Regions from separate parts of the Danio rerio genome. Here region 1 is linked to region 2. A link is a contact called in public HiCAR-type data. All regions are on one chromosome and are shown on one strand. Each heading gives the region's core, a stretch centred on a gene start, on an enhancer-like site or on the middle of the called end of the contact. The rest is flanking DNA. Distances are from core to core; before and after follow the strand shown.

Region 1 (6,089 bases), core at 2,376-4,875, 180 kb after region 2:
ATATTTGTAGCCTTAATGTATATGTTAGGAGAAAATATGAAAGAAAATTTTCAAAAAAAGTAAAAAAAAAAAAAATCAAGCGAAATAAAAATTTATAAAGTTTTGTTGAAATGTTGTAGTTTCAATTTTTTGCGTTATTTTGCATGAATTTACATGTTTTCCTTCCATTTCTAAAGATGTTCTGACTAAAATTTCCAATTTGCATATAGGAGCAAGAGGGGGATAGATGATGCTATGATAGCAGTGACTCATCGTAATAACAAACATTTAGAGGATCCAAGCTCAAATGCACGACTTTTACGTGTTGATTTTAGTTCAGCTTTTAACATGTTGCAGCCACATCTTTTAATTACAAAGCTAAATGATTTTAATGATCATCTATTATTAATTAAATAGTATTATTCTTTTTTAACCAATCATAGACAGCAGGTTAGTGTTAATGGAACACTATCTGAGCCAAAATTTCTGAGTATGAGAGCTCCGCAGGGTTGTGTTAGCTCACCGGTTTTGTTCACTTGTATACATATGCATGTAGACGTTCTTATTTTAATAATAACATTATTAAATCCTCAGATGATACTGCCATCTTAGTCTTATTGAATAAGAATAGAGATTTATCAGAATATTTTTCAGAGATTGGAAGATTTGCGAGTTGGTGCGATGCTAAGCTTCGAATGTCAGTAAGATAAAAGAAATTATGTTTGACCCTAGAGGAATTGGTGATCATATGCTTTTGACTATCAATACTCAAACCATCACACAGGTCACTTCGTATAAATAGCTTGGTGTGTTCTTTAATAATTCTCTGAAATGAAACATACATGTTGACAATCTCTGCATTAAGCTTCAGCAAAGACTGTATTTTTTTACGACGCATAAGAATTCATGGAGTGGATCAAAAATATGTATGATCATGTTTTATCTGGCTGTTTTATAAATAAGCAATATCACACGAGTAGCAGTGCGATATGGCTGTATATCGGCACTATCGCACAGCTACAAGTGTGATATTGCATTTATACAACAGTTTGACGGCATAATTGTGTATATAAAACAAAATCAAACATGAGTCTCAAAATCTCTTTTGTATAAGGAACTACTTTCTTCCACGTTGGATTCAAATCATAAGCTGACAGTTAAACAGTTGAGCAAGCATCTTTAAAACTTTAGATCTGTAGTGTCTGCTTTTTGCTAGCTGTATGTGGGCGGAGTAATACACAAAGGGTAAAGAGGCTGTACGGGTGCTGATATTAATTAAATATATCAAGGCTATCAAGACAGAATTGTTGTATAAAGCGTGATAAAGCACGGCATCACAGTCTGGTTAGGCAACTTGTCTGTGCAGCTGAAATCTAAAGTAGTCCGTTTGGTTCACACTGCTTGGAAAATTATTGGTGTATGAGAACAGATGTCTCTGCAGCATTTGTATTTAGCATTAAGAAATGCTAAACAAATAGTTTGTGATGTTTCACATGTTCTACTTAATGAATATAAGTTGTTACCTTCGGGGAAAAGGTTGAGTACCTTGCTGTAGATTAAATAGATATTAAATTCCTTTCATCCGGTGAGCATTAAGCTATTAAATAATAGAGGTGGCTTAGACCAAAGCATAGAATCACTAAGAGGCGACACTCTAGTACAATTTGGGAAACAGCCACTAGATGGCGCTGCAGCCATTTTGGAATGAAAACTCCAATAGAACAACAGCATATTATAAGTATGTAAAATAAACTATTAAAAGTGCTGATGATTGTGATAGTAAGTGTTGTATTGTCGTCTTTCAGGTTGTATCTCAGCTTTAATGCGCTTTTTAAATAAATAAAAAAAAAAAAAAACTGAAGCAGCTGCTTCCCATCATGACAGCAATAAGATCCAATGGACAGCTGAATGCTTTCACTCCAAAATGGCGGAATCCGGGGCTGTTGTTGGGCGCTGCTGTTGCAATGAACAGTTCTTTTGAGTGTCGCCTCTTGGTTGTTCTAAACTCTTTGCTTAGACTGAGAGTATAGATAGATTTATTTATTTATATACTCATTTGTTTTTTGTGTGGTGTATTGACTGCAGCTGGGACATCAAAGTTTTACCTTACCTTACCTTAAAATATTATTTTAATAAATATATCTGTTTATTAAATGTGTTTTGTTCAAATGCACCAATATTTATTACCCATATTCACTCAGAAATAGATAAAAATATTAATTTTCAAAATGGGATGTAATCATTTCTGCTGAGCACTGTACATACATATATTTGGGGGGGGGGGATGTAAACTGTAAAAAACTGTTTTTGTTACTATTTAGTTTATTATAAGTTAATAAGGTAATATTTTTAGTCAGGTTGATTTAGTAAGTTGATATGACTAGAAAGTTGATTCAACTTAAACATTTTAGGCAGCAATATTGTTTTTACAGTGTAGTTATTTTATAAATCCAACACAATCTCACAGCAATTAGTAACTTTTTGATTTAGTGGCTAATTCATATGAATTCGTACAATCTATTTCATACAATTTAGTATGATTTGCTCATTCCCCAATGACGGTTGGGGTTAGGGGTGGGGTTAGGTGCCACGCCTCCTTTTTAAAAATCACACAATTACGTACGACTGAACTCGCACAAATTCATACAAATTAGCCACTAAACTGGCAAAACGTAAAATACATTTCCTCGAGAGATCAGGCTGATAAATCATGTTTTTGCAATTGTACTTTTCAATATACAACACGAAACCTGATTTAAATGACTAAAAACTGAGTTATCCAATTTTGCAAATAAACTCTTCACACATATAAGACTGTAAATTATGGATTTACAGTTTTTCTATTCTTCATCGTACGTGAAACTATTCACTAAATTACATAATCTCTCAGAATGCCTCCCTGTTTGAGCGCAATTACATTCCTCCACAATCTGTGCATCAACTCCCACTATGTTATCTCTTTTGAAACCTGGATGGTTAATAAATTAAGAATTCCCAGTTTTAGGTTTAAGGAAACAAAAAAAAAGAGCACACTGTGCATGTAAGTCTATTTCTGATAAGGAATGCATCTGCTCAGCAGCTTGTGAGATAATTTAAATTGCAAGGATGTTTAGCGAGCCCAAATGACTTGTGGAAAGTGGACACTTATCAGAAAAAGAAAAGCCAACCCCAGTATTTTCAGCATTCTTAACATTTTCCTGCTCTTTCTAATTTGGTCTTTTGGAGCCGAGTCAGTGTGGTTCATGCCCATAGAATTACAGAGAGCTGAATAGATGAAGGACAGTACACACACGTGCCTGGAATAAACGCTTCAGCCTTTCTTTCCTGCACCTGCACACACACACATAAATCATAAGCAAGTACAAAGTAATAAGAGCATGTATAACTGGATAACTGTATACTGGTCATAAGCAAATGCTTCTCATATTTTTCTAGCCTGATTTTCATAAGTAAAGGCTTAGGGTGAAATGCAAAACAGATCTTTCTAAAGCAGTCCGATGGGTTTATAAAAATACCATCGAAGTATCTAAGTATCATATCACATGTACTCGGCCGCCGACATGTGGCCTCAATAAAGCAGTCAAAAACCCTCCAAGCTATTTGAATTAGATATTTGCATGCCTGTTCTTGCTGCAATGTCCTCCAACTGTGGTTTTTACTACATACCAAACTTTCTACTGCTACCTTCGCCGTAGGCTTGTTTTATAACTGTAGGAACAATATAGATGCCACTTCAACTCTTCTTTCATTATTTCAGGCTCTCCAGACTCATGCTTCCTGCGAATGCATCACTACTTTGCCGGGAGTGGGTGTCAATTAACATTCCTGCACTTGGTCTGTCACGGCATTGTAAATCTTCGATACTTCACCTCCTTTTTTCCACTAACACACCCCTCTTCCTATTGGGATGAAAAGAAAGATGAGGAGAACGATATGTCTTGGAGGGCTTCGGCATAACCTGTCTGAAAATTGCCCTTCGTTTTGTCTTTCAGATTTATAGGCAGTACAAAGTTTACCAGATTTACTCCCTGCTACACACATCGATCTTTAAGAATATGGATACGTTCTTACTGTCAAAGTTTGGGAGGAAGACCAGATTTACTTTAAAAGAGTCTCAAAATGTCTTATTCAACCAGCTATTTATTAAAGAGGCTTGAATAACGTCTGTTTGAATGTCAAGTCTAAAGTCTTGGGCGTGAGCAGATGAGATCATACAAATTCATACAAACTAACCACTGATACAAGTTACAAACTGAATTGCTAATTGTTATTGTATTGCAGAAAGCACAAATCTGACAGGAGTACTATGGTGGTAAGACTTGTAAGACTGCACAATATATCATTTTATCATTGATATCGCAATGTGTGCATCTGCCATAGTCAAATCGCAAAGATATGTTGAGTTGACTTTGAAGTGTAATTTTGACATTTACATATCCTAAACATAATGCATGCACTGTTTCGTCTCACTTTTATCTTTGATTTGTTGTATTTATCTATGCTTGTGGTTTGTTTTTTTACATGTTACCCATGATCCACTTCCCTACAAAATCATGCAGTCAATGAAAATTAATGCATTGGGTAACACCTTAGGGACCAATTCTCACTCTTAACTAGTTGCATGTTATTGAGATAAATAATAATAATTTCTTACATTCATATAGCGCTTTTCTGGACACTCAAAACGCTTTACACATTGGGGGAATCTCCTTATCCACCACCAGTGTGCAGCATCTATCTGGATGACGAGACGGAAGCCATATTACGCCAGACCACACACCACTAGCTGATAGGTGGAGAGGAGACAGAGTGATAAATCCAATTATAATATGGGGATAGTTAGGAGACCATGATGGACAGAGGCTAGTAGGCAAATCTGGCCAGGATGTTGGGGTTAAACCCTACTCTTTTCGAAGAACATTTTCATTTTTAACGACCACAGAGAGTCGAGACCTCGGTTCAACATCTCATGCAAAAGATGGCACTCACTGAGCACTACAGAGTGCCCGTCACTATACTGGGACGTTAGGACCCACACAGAATGCAGACTGAGTGCCCCCTGCCGGCCTCACTAACACCACTCCCGGCAGCAACCAAGCTTTCCCATGTGGTCTCCCATCCAGGTACTGACTGCTTAGCATCAGTGGGTGACCATGTGAGAGTTGCAAAAAGCTAGCTGCCAGCTAGATATTGGCTGCTTATTAGTATTTATAAAGCACATGTATGATCATATTCTACATCCCTAATCATACCTATACCTAAACTACCTTTATAACTATTAATAGGGAGCAAATTAGGAGTTTATTTAAGCAAAAGTCAAAATGGTTTGCCAAGAGCGAGAACTTAACCTTAAAATAATGTGTAAAATAAAAGTATAGCAAAGTATATCACAATATACATTATATCACAGAAAAACTAAATATTGCAATGTCAGATTTTTTTAGCACTTTTTTTAAGCAGCCACAACCCATCTCCAGCCACAACCCATCTCTGGGAAACATCCACATACACTAATTCACCCTCATACACTATGGAAAATTTAGCCTACCCAATTCACCTGTACCACATGTCTTTGGACTGTGGGGAAAACCGGAACACCCGGAGGAAACATACGCGAACGCAGGGAGAACATGCAAACTCCACACAGAAATGCCAACTGAGCCAGCCGAGGCTTGAAGCAGCGTCCTTCTTGCTGTGAGGCGACAGCACTACCTACTATGCCACTCCGTCACCAATTTTAGGAAATATTTAAAATATTTTAGAACAGTAAACATGCAGGCTAAATGAGTAAAATAAATCATTGACTTCTGCTGTCTTCATTAGTGTCAAAAACACTGATACAGAGAAAACTATTTTGTATTTAATAGACATCTAAACAGTCGTCTTGGCTAAATCAAGGCTAACCTTGGCCTGTCAGTAAAGATCTAACAGTCTAACAGAAAATCTAAAATATAACATCTAAAAATAGCCCAAAACTAGACAAGGGGTCAACTAGACAGATTTTATGTTTAGTCATTCATTTCTGTTTATTTGATGACTAGTCTAGTTTTGACCTATTCTAAGACGTCTATTAGATTTTCACTGCCCAAATTTTGCCTTAAGTCAAGACG
Region 2 (5,967 bases), core at 2,067-4,566:
AAGATGTATAGAAACCATAACATTTCATTCAACAAAATTAACCAGAAAACTTCAGTTTAGAGGGATAATAAATTCACCCAAAACTCAATGTGTTTGTTGTCTTATTACAAACATATACAGTAAATTTCACAATATTCATGTGCTATTCTTGGTGGCACTGAATAAGTTAATAACCTGTATATCTTACATTTTGCATTCTGACAAGCTGTAAAGGTATGAGAGTCCATGGTCATGTATGGCTGCCTGCTTCACATAACTGCTTACTCTTTCTAAAAAAACACCCATTATCAAAATAAGAGTCCCGGATACAGAGTAAGTTTAACACAAGATTAGATAAACTTAAAAAGAAGTGGGGAAAATGATCATTAGTGTAATCTCACAAGAAATATTGTGACAAAACATTGTGGTGCACATATTAATGATCCCATGAGGATCAGAGTCAGTGTTTTGTTCTGATTGGTCTGGTTTTCCCCAGGATTTTACACTCACAGGATTTAAACCAGAACAAGCTAACGCCATTTCCACGTACTGAACTCTTATTACTTAGACATGCCTATGTATATCCAGATTTTCATTATGTAGCACAATATATGCTGAGAAATGTTTCAGTATTTGTATTGTCCATAAAATAAAAGTAAATAGGCACATATTTCGTTTTTTTTTTGTTCTACTAAAAAAAGAAGTTATTAATTATTATTAAATGATGACAGAACTTTGAGTTTTGGGTGATATATCCCATTAATACAGCATCTCTATTGGAATGCAGGCCTACCTGCAGCATTGCTGATATCAAGATGAACAACATCCTTCTGGTCAAGAAAGAGAGTGCGGAAGTAAGAGCTACAGGCTGCAAGCACAGCTTTGTGGGCCTTGAAGTCTACGCCGTCCACCACAAAGGTGCAGTCACAAAGAAGACCCAGCTGACGCTGTTCATTCAGCTGCCCAAGTACTTTCCCACTATGCCATGGAAAATCCATAACTGACTGTGTATGGCACTTTGGGCAGTATTATCTAATCATAAAAAGAAAATGAGGAGGGAAATTAATTTCACTAATGTTGAGGCTCACAAAAAAATATCACAGTTTGGAAAGTTATTTTTTAATTTTATTACAGAATCCAGTCATTTCTAGGTTAATTTCCACATGAATACCTACATTTAGTACCTGCATAATATTATTATTCTAAAACTAAATTTACAGTTGTGTCTGCTATAGACCCATTGACACAGATAATACCGTTGCTATTATTCTAAAGCAGAGACATGGCTTTTCTGTCTGTTTTGGAATGCAATTTATTATAATTTATTATAATTTTTAAAAAATAATTTATTATTATAGGAAGTCAAGGGAGTAGATTTGCTTTTGACATTGGTGGGGACATACATCCCAAGAGCGCATGCATTGAACAGCACAAATTCTGTTACGCACTTTTAAAAACATGATTAAAGTACGCAATAATATAAAATAAACACTTAATAATACAAATAACAATCCCATCCCATGCTGCAAAAGTCAATTTACATGATTTTATTGCAGTCGGGCTTTAAAGAGGTATGAATGTAGAAAAATTTAGAGAGGTGTGTAAGGTAATTTAACAGTTTTATCCTGATTATTATTTTTCATAATCATGGAGGCCAAAATCAAAACTGAATTTTGATTAATTGCACTGCTTTGCTTAGTAGTATTAAGATGAACTAGTAGGAAACTTGACTTGGTGCACGTGTTAGAGTTGACTGGGCATGGGACGATAACCATTTTCAAGGAATACCGCGGAGCGATTTGGAAAAGTCTTTTAAACAAAAGGTTTTAAAACCGTCAAAATTTTCTGTTATACCGTTCCTAAGGTGTAATATTTTTAAATTAAAATTTTAGTTTTTTAGGACAACAGTATCTCCAGCAGAAAAAAAAATCAAAAGATGCCGTTTTAAATTTTAAAGAAATCTGTGTTTTTGAAACTAATGAAGACAGCAGAAGTAAATGATTCATTTGAATTATTTAGCTTGAAGTGTTTACTGTTCCAAAATATTTTAAATGTGGCTTAAAATAAAATATATTGTGTTCAAAGGGGGGAAAAGTTTTTGGTTTTACCCAGACATTTAAAAAGAGCATATTTTAGAGAAGTAATCACAACCGTGATACCGTACAAACGTGATATTTTTGTCCAAGGTTATCATACCGTCAGAATCTTATACCGGCCCATGCCTAAGTGACAGAGCATTTCTTTATTTTGAGGTCGATTAAATTATTTGTAGGGACATTTCAGTAATAGGTGGATATTGATGGGGACACGTCCCCTCTGTCCATGCTACTTCTACGCCCTTGTGAGAAGCACAATATAAATAAACTTTCATTAAAACGAATTTAAACAAATCGGGGGTCAGGCGTTGGTTAAACATCTGTAATTGGCTCTTACCTTAACATATGGTTATTGGCAAAATTCACTTACAAATGTCTGACCAATAATCTGAATGATGGCACAAATGTAAAAAACATACCACTACATAAGAAATAAGTGTGTACACACACACACAATTATTTCATTTATATGTATAAAATTTTGATGATTAGATATTTGCATTTATAACGGTAAAGCTAACAGCGGTTAACAGTAAACCTGATTCTGTGTATGTGTTTGTTTATGTGGCATATATTTCTGTCAAAACAAAAGATTTCTAAGACCTCATCACGACACAAAAGTATCCATCTTATGTGCATTACTCTAAAATAGACATTGATCATCCAGCACACATCATGTCTCACTTCAATAAACAAACATCATTATGTAGCAGTTCGTGTGTTTTAATGTGCGACATAGATAGGTTTATATCGAAATCGCACGGGACTTTTTGGCCTGCAGTAATGCAATATATCGTTATCAGTCCGAGACTCGTCGAGCACAATGATGACTGATTAACAGTAAAGCAAGTAAATTTGTCGAGTGATTAGACAGAAACTGCGCAATTCCACAACACGATCATGATTGACGATGTTGCGGATTGATTATGAGCCCTCACTCTCTGTTTGTCTCAGCTCCGGGATTAATTCAGCGTGCCTGGCCCTACTGGATCAAGATGGCGTCGACAGAGGCGGGCTGTAATCCTGCCTTTTCTTTGCTTATTTTAGCCGTGCCTCCCTTTAGAGACTTATCAGAAGAATAGCCCTAAAACTATCCGTAGACAGGGTTGTGTTTGGAGTTATTTACCTTATACAATGAACAAGTTTGTAGCTTTCCCCGAGTTCAGCTCGTCCGTCCAATCGAGTGTTTCGGTGATCGATCTCAGCGCTCAGTCTCGTCTCGCCGCCATCTTCTGCTCTCTGATCGATTGATAGTGGCCGAGCGAATGGCTGGGAGTGAAGCACAACTGCGCATGCGCGGTAGATTCTGTTTTGGCCACATGACGGCGAGCTTTAGCTATTATTAAACACAGTGATCTAATCATAAGACCAGAGGGAGGGAATGTCCATAGATTTAATTGTCTTATGAATTGGGAAATTTTGTGCATTTTAAAAACCACCACGAGTGTGTTGTTTAATAATTCATAACCTGTTCTTCATTTTTTGATCAATTGAAGAGATATTTTCTCCCCTTTTACTTGATTTTATAATATTTTTTCATTATTCATGTTAGTTGTGAGTTTAAGTTTGAAAATAAATAAATATACACACCAAAAAAGATGTTTTATTGTCAGAGTTTTCATTTTATTGCCTAATCTACTTTAAATCTCACATTCACATTTAAATATTATCTATAATGTGTCTTCTTAACCTTGTGTTATCGTTTGCATTTCCTCAGTAATTGTACACATTAATATACACTTTGTACCAGTGTAATTTACCAGGCTCCATTTTAAATGTTTTTCCAGTTTAATTAAGTATATATTTTTATATAGCCCATCATTATTATTATCGAACAAAATTGAAAATAAATAAGCTGCTTTAATATGTTCAACAGGTGGTGATTTGTATGCATTTGTATCTGGTACACACTGATAGCGACAAGTTGATGGATGACATTAAGTACAAAAATAGTAGATGATAAGACTGAAAAATAACAGCAGTCTCTATTTATAGAAGAAGTGCTCAGAGACACATCGAGTACCTGTCATTTGCTCATGGATGAAAGTGGACATGAACCAAAAGACAGACTCACATTGACTCAGACTTAAATCATTTGCTCAAAATAATCATCAAATGTGTTTTTATTTTCTGAATTAGTGTTTCAATCACTCAACACAACACGATTATAAAATGTAGCTTTTGATAAAAATAACACATTCAGTGAATCTGTCTTGTACCATCTGGGAATGAGTTGCATATTTATTTAGACAAGCAATGAGCTCCAAAAGTCTGAAACATACTACTACTAAATGTTTTTCCCCATTACATCATTATCATAAATTTAAGTGATATTAAAGTAGACAATCCTGGCTGAATTTGGGATGCATAATCTTCACATGTTTGTGTAAAACCTGATGATCATGTTCTCCATCAGGATTTGAAGTGATCTAGATTAGGGCTGCACGGTATTGGAAAGATTTGACATTGCAATATTTTGTTGCCTGCAATATATACTGCGATATGAATACAATTTCACCAGATGACTTAAATAGCTCTTTTTGAAAAGTTATTCACTTAGATTTATTTGGGATGGTTTTGTAAGGGAGTGAAATATAAATATATTTTTATGTCATTTATTTTTTAGATATAACAAACAAACTACAGTCATAGATAAACACAATAGAGCAAATATTAAAGTGAAATGAACAGTGCTTTATGGTTTTTTGGAGAGAGTCTAACTGTATTCGGTTACAGAAATTAAACAATTAAATTTAAAAAAGAAATTGCATAGACCAGAGCAGCCCAAAATAGGGCCTGTGGGCTAAAGTTAGCTCATTGTAATCTGTGATTTGGCCCACCATCCCATCTGAAAATGATGGAAAGGGTTGGGGCAAATGCCTATAACAGAGATGTCATTTCTAATTTGATGTAACAATTTTGTTTGTTTGTTTTGTTGCTGAGCTAAAAAGAAAAAAAAAGCTGGGGGGGGGGGGGGGGGGGGTGTTGACCCACACCCCACTGAAAAAGTCCAGAATACATACTTCTTTATTCAAAATGTTTAATTTAAAATTCTAATCTCATAACATTTTTATAAAACTCTAATAACTTGAAGTTTAAATGCACATTTCTAAATAAACACTTTAAGGTAAAATAGTATGGTAGGCACTTTGACAAAATTGTAGGTAATTTCTTTGTTGCATCTAAAAGTATGGTTATGATCACCATCCAACAAGGTAATGGAGCAAAGATTAGTGTGTAAATTGTCACTAAAATGCTGTATTTGAACATACAATTTAATTAAAATTGAGAAGAATAACTGCAAAAAGCTCCCTTTTCATAAAAAAGAACCACCCCTTTTAATAGGCTGACTACGGGCCTGAATGAGTGAGCAAATAAAGGCAAAAAACAGTGCAACTCTGTTATAAATGAGATTTTTACTGTAATAAGTTCATTATAAAATGTAAAAAATGAGACTGTATTCGTTTATATAAAGCAATGTTTACTAGTTAAATATTATTGAATAAATAAGGAAATTGCAACTACAACTAACATAGACTTCATCATATAAACTATTTAATAAAATTAATCTTTATTAAATTATCTTTATTATTATTCTTAATGTGCTATCAAAATGCTTTAAACTCTCTTAAAACACATGCAAATAATAAACTTTTAATTCTATTGTGGTAAAATTCTGCAGTGATTCTACAAATCTCATGTGTTGTGACCTGTGGTTTCTGGCCAACTATAATCCCAGCCCAACATTGCATATTTTGCTGTGTGACTTTTGCGGGTGCTATCGATGCTGTAATAATATATTGCACAGCGTTAATCCAGATCATCTTAAGCTTCAATAGAAGAGAAATATCTGAGGATCTTTTTGAAGCCACACATTTAAAAGTTTTAATCG

What was found. HiCAR-type assays count read pairs that join an accessible place to other places.
Region 1: a contact with region 2 is called in a HiCAR-type map of caudal fin, with 6 times the contacts expected there. The contact joins the enhancer-like site here to the promoter of zbtb17 in region 2. A contact is called at or near these places in 5 of 18 Hi-C or Micro-C datasets (caudal fin, embryo, hematopoietic stem cells and 1 more) and 3 of 4 datasets of contacts at active chromatin or transcription factors (caudal fin, embryo and gastrula embryo).

What each region holds. Positions count from the first base shown.
Region 1 is chr23:27,368,101-27,374,189 of GRCz12tu, forward strand. No RefSeq gene overlaps it. Among named protein-coding and RNA genes, the nearest start is that of epha2b, 35 kb to the left of the region's middle. Within about 2 kb of position 3,626, at least 2 of the 62 cell types and tissues checked have an H3K27ac peak or open chromatin away from gene starts, as enhancers often do. A contact at or near this core is called in caudal fin, where this site is marked.
Region 2 is chr23:27,193,364-27,199,330 of GRCz12tu, forward strand. zbtb17 (zinc finger and BTB domain containing 17) reads right to left here and starts at 3,317. Exons shown (of 15, transcript XM_009296916.4): 1 at 3,202-3,317; 2 at 773-1,011. The coding sequence starts at 977. It also overlaps a transcript of hspb7 not described here.